2 separate regions of the Zea mays genome follow, and region 2 is linked to region 1. The links are chromatin contacts, called in public Hi-C maps. All regions are on one chromosome and are shown on one strand. Each heading gives the region's core, a stretch centred on a gene start, on an enhancer-like site or on the middle of the called end of the contact. The rest is flanking DNA. Distances are from core to core; before and after follow the strand shown. Region 1 holds the start of LOC100281108. Region 2 holds the start of LOC100284262.

What was found. A called contact is a pair of places that touch in the nucleus more often than the background predicts.
Region 2: a contact with region 1 is called in a Hi-C map of ear, with 2.7 times the contacts expected there. The contact joins the promoter of LOC100284262 here to the promoter of LOC100281108 in region 1. A contact is called at or near these places in 3 of 25 Hi-C or Micro-C datasets (ear, leaf and tassel).

Annotation. Positions count from the first base shown.
Region 1 is chr1:281,357,579-281,360,122 of Zm-B73-REFERENCE-NAM-5.0, forward strand. It overlaps LOC100281108, which reads left to right and starts at 1,284. Exons shown (of 2, transcript NM_001154027.3): 1 at 1,284-2,111; 2 at 2,324-2,544. The coding sequence starts at 1,353. The coding sequence ends at 2,464. It also overlaps a transcript of LOC100274394 not described here.
Region 2 is chr1:281,665,662-281,668,205 of Zm-B73-REFERENCE-NAM-5.0, forward strand. It overlaps LOC100284262, which reads right to left and starts at 1,271. Exons shown (of 5, transcript NM_001157157.2): 1 at 933-1,271; 2 at 1-6. The coding sequence starts at 1,177.

The sequences.
Region 1 (2,544 bases), core at 34-2,533:
AGTGTGGCGGCACCGCCGCTGCTACCAATGTCAAGCGGTGGGGGCGTCGCCGCTTTTCCGTCAGTTGTCGCGCCGTCTTCTGATATGGTTAGTCGCGTTAGTGGGTCGGGCCACTTGAATTATGAGTTGGCCCGTCGAGAACTTCGCGACGGAGGGTGAAGGAGATGGAATCTTTGGGGGTACTTCCCTACTGGTTACAGCCTGGCAGCGGGCACGGAGACTGTACCGCGATCGGATGGCGAAGTCCTGGTCTTGCTCACGTGCCCTGTGCTTGAATTTCTCCCCTAATATACTTATTAAGCCAATAAATGCACGATAATTTTGTAGATCGACGGTTAGGTTATGTCCAGTGGCAGCCACATGGGCAATGGAAAACACGAAGTGTGAATGCGCGTGCGTAAACAAGAGGACGCCTCTATCTAATAAAAACGCGTATGCAGATGGCACATATAGACTTGTGGAGAAGAGATAAACCGTGGATTTGAAGTATGGGAAGGAGGGCACTCATTTTTCGCATCCTCGTTCACGCTCTGCTGGTGGATAGTTTACAAACGCGAAAAAAGTATGGGAGCAGGGTGTTGGAGATAGCTTTAGGATATATTTAGATCCACAGGACTAAAATAAAACGACTAAAATGATTTAGCTCCTTTAGCTCTCATGGAGGAGCTAAAACTGAAAAGTCTCTGGTCCCCACTTTCCCCTCACCTTACCTCCCTTAGGACTGTGGAGTCTTGGGTCCCCACCTTCCCTCTATCACTCCATTTAATGTTTTAATGAATGTCTAGTCACTTTTTCTAAATGGGAGTGACTAAATTAGTTTTGTAACTTTATTTTAGTCCTGTGGATCTAAACATGCCCTTAGCGTGACAGTTCTTTGAAATAGCAGTTCTTGTGGGGGTGCGAGCGGCAAATACAGCGCCGGCTCTTGGTTTCCAAGTGGCCCCCTACGTGGAACCTTCTGAGACGGCTATCCTACGTGTACGCTAGCCTCCAAACTTCAAAGCGCGTCTCTGCAGGGCTCGCACGTGCTCTTTTTCCCTCCTCACCCCGAATTAACAATCGCGAAATCCCAGGTTTGACCTTTCCCCCAGCCTTGTTGTTCCAGTGGGGCCCACTACACCCATGTCCCCTTCTTCCTCGCACACGCGGGACACTGCACCTGAGCCTCTCAAGCCCTCAACACGCCAATTTGACCACGTGACCGTAATCTTGATCCACGGCCTCCTTGCACTTGCACCGCACCGGTGCCTATTTAACCCGCGCTCGAACAACTCTCTGCCGGCAACGCAACCAAACCGCTCTCGCTCTCGGCTCTCGGCTCTCCACCAGTCTCCGCTCTCTGGACGCCGGAAATGCAGATGGACTCCTACAACTACAACTACGCCAGTTTCTTCCACGACGAGGCTCCGTCCTTCTACCCGCACGTTGCGGTGCCGCCCTCCCCGGAGCTGCCCATCGGCCTCATTGCCTCGCCAGGGGAGCCGGAGCCGCCCTTCGCGCCGCCGATGCCGGCCTCGTTCCAGGACTACACGGGCGCCGTGGGCGTGGGCGTAGGGGTGAGAGCGCCGTTCGGGGGTGCCAGCGTGCACGGGCAGGCGATCGACGCGCTGGGCGGGGGCGACGGGCAGCGCGAGCAGAGCATGGCAATGGCGGAGGACGGGGAAGAGCCGGCGCCCCGGCGGCGGCAGCCGGCGGGAGGCCCCGCCGCCGCCGCCGTCGAGAGCAGCCGCGGGTTCCGGCACATGATGCGGGAGCGGCAGCGGCGCGAGAAGCTGAGCCAGAGCTACGCCGACCTGCACGCGCTGGTGGCGGCCCGGTCCAGGGGCGACAAGAACTCCATCGTGCAGGCCGCCGCCGTGTACATCCACGAGCTCAGGGGCGCGCGGGACCAGCTGCAGCGCCGGAACGAGGAGCTCAAGGCCCGCATCCTGGGCCACGACGCCGGGCAGCAGTGCGTCAAGGTGCAGTTCGAGGTGGACGAGCCGGCGTCCGCCATCGACTCCATGATCGGGGCGCTCAGGCGCCTCAAGGGCATGGACGTCAGGGCCAGGGGCATCCGCTCCAGCCTGTCCGGGCGCAGGCTGTGGACGGAGATGAATGTGGAGACCACGGTGAGCAGCACTCTCGCCATCCTCGTTGAATCGTCCTTGTGCTTTGCTGACAATGACTGATCCACTTCAAAATTAACCGCAACATGTCAGCGCCCTCGAAAGAATCATTGTCAATGGACAATGGGGTGTGCCACTTGTTAGTTGTTAGTTACTCGATCGACGCAACACTGGAGCTAAACCACGCGGTTCCTCTTGTCGTCCTGGGTTTGCAGATGGCGGCCGACGAGGTGGAAAGGGGCGTGGAGGAGGCTCTGCTGCAGGAAGTGGAGAGGAAGCAGCAGCAGCAGCTTGGAGCTGGGAGCGCCGCCCCTGGTTTTCCAGGCCCGTCATCGCACGTGCAAAACGTGTTTTGACACGCGATCCTCCCCCACAACAAGAAGCGAAAAAGAAACATGAACCCCGAGCCTCATTTCTTGATTCTTTTTTCTTTAAG
Region 2 (2,544 bases), core at 21-2,520, 310 kb after region 1:
TGTGCCCTGGTAACAATTATCCTCGTCAGAGCTTCAAACTGATATTTCTTTACTATGGTAGCCAGATCATGCATGTTTATATTCTTGTTTGCGACCGGCTCAGCGTTTCTGCTAATAATTTTAATGACAATGTGATTTGGTAAGGCCGCATGTGTCATGACCATGACTATTATTCAGAGAGAAATCACTTGGGGGGTACAAGTCTGGTTCTCCATTTCTCCTGATATCCAAAACATTCCGTTAATTATAACCGTCAATTCTATTTCAGTTTAAAGAGGGGGGAGGGGGTGTTAGCTACTACAAGGCCACTTTTTCCTAATGGAATCTGCCAAAAGGTTAAGTAAGTACGACATTCTTTTCAGACATGGACCGACAAAGGCAGGCATCAAATGAACATACTGGTATGCGGTTGCTTTTAAAAAGCTGTTGATAATTCGCGCGGCGCTTTGCGAGCTACAACGAACATACACAATATGCACTTTCTGCCAGAGGATCTTTTTCTATGGATATTTTGCGCTGCTAAAAGTGTGTCCCGTTGATATGCTAAGATTACGCAACGTACTGTAAATACAAAACTCTGAATAAATAAAAGAAAGCGAGGAAAAGAAGAAAAAAAAACAGCAAGTTGCACATAAATTCACGCACACGCTTTCTACCAAATGCCATTAAGCTGTTTCTACTTTTTTTTATTCCATACATAAAAAAATAGGGGTAAAAAAACGTAGCCCCTTTTATCATATATGGCACTCACAGGAATTTCATGGTTAGCAGTAACGTTCGTAATCATTAGTTTTTTTTTTAAAAAAAAGGTTAGCATCGTGGACTCGCGGTAATTAAATAGCAACGGTAAACTGACACTAGTAGCAGTCAATTTAAGCCTAAAATAACCCATGCAGACAAATCCACATGCGCGCAGATCGATGTACACGTACTTGGGTGCGGGTGGCTTCTCGGCATCAGCGGCCGGCGCCTCGGCGGGCCTCTTGGCCTTCTCGGCGGCCGGCTCCGGCTTGGCGGCGGCGGCAGCGGCAGCTTCCTCCATGCCGGCGGTGGGCAGCTTCAGCTTGAGGTCGATGGTGTCCTCGAAGCCCCTCTTGGCAGCCTTGGCCGCATCGGCGCCTCCTCCTGGCAGGCCGAGGCGGAGCTCCGTCCCGACGTCGACGTCGGCTCCAGCCATCGGCTCCGCAGCTAGGAGCGATGAGCAGCTGGTTGGCTAGCCTGGCGCGGCGGCCGTCGTCGCCTTGGGCACCTCCACGCTAGCTAAGCTTGTGCTTGCTCGGTTGTTCTTCTTCTTCGTTGGTCTCAGCTCCTCTGCTGCGCGCGTATGCGAGGAAGGAGAGATTTGGGGTTGCAGCGGAGTAGGAGGTGGTGGTGGAAGAAGAGAGGACCCAGGAACAGGGTGGAGATGCGTATATTTATATAGAGGGAGGAGTAGGAGGAGATGGGAGGGAGAGAGAAAGTGGAGGTAAATACTCGTATTCTAGGGTGATGGCAGGAGGAGAGAGAGAGAGGGAGGGAGATGGAACTGGGGTTGCAACTTACGATAGCAGTTAGTTAGACCATCAGTGAGGCCCCCTCGTTGGAGGTTGCAGCCAATAGTTTTTGTTTCCATGTTTCCTCCGTTTGGATTCCTCTATTCATGGGCAGAGGCCAACTTGTTAGCATAGCATGTGTTATGTGTATTATTTATCTTTTAATAATCAAACCAGTTCATGTGTGGAGTTTCGATTGGACGGTGCCGCAGCTAAACAATGATAATATATTTATGTGATTTATCTAGGAGCTTCTCCTTGTTTTATATTTTTTTTTGCGAAAAAGGATCATACTGGACCCTAGTAATTTGGATCTAGGAAAGGATTGTAGCCTCCCCTTATTTTTTTTGTGAAATTCCTTTGAGAGGAAAATAGCCAAGATGCCAAATCCATACGAAATACTCCCTCCGTCCCAAAATATTTTTTTCCATCTATATATTCATTCAAATGATAATAAAAACAGACATACATGCAAACTACATTCATATTAATATATTTCTTAACGAATGTATGATTAGTCTAAAACAAATTGTATTTTAGGATGGATGGAGTATAGTCTTTCTTCGACAATGGAGGTTGACACATATAGAATATAGAAAGTTTCACGGTAGATTGTATGAAATGAAATGAACTTCCTAGCTCGATTTCACTACTGGATGAGATAATGCGATGTACTAGTAAGTATATAGGAATTGCGATAAGCACAGACAATCAAAAGGAGGTTATGGTTTATGATGATAGTTTCTGGCTTTCCGCTATGAGGGGTGCTCCTCATATAACGGTAAAGAGCGCGAGAGCATCCATATATCCGACCGCAGTAGCTCTCAATCCTCATAGTAGCTTGCATTGCATGTGTGTCAAGGATCTGTTCCCACTTCCCAGCTTTCACCCATGAATGCGCGTTGTTCTTTATGCTACGAGAGATGATTTTTTTTATTGAATGTGTCATATGACTAAGGGGGTGTTTGGTTTCTAGGGACTAATTTTTAGTCCCTCAATTTTATTCCATTTT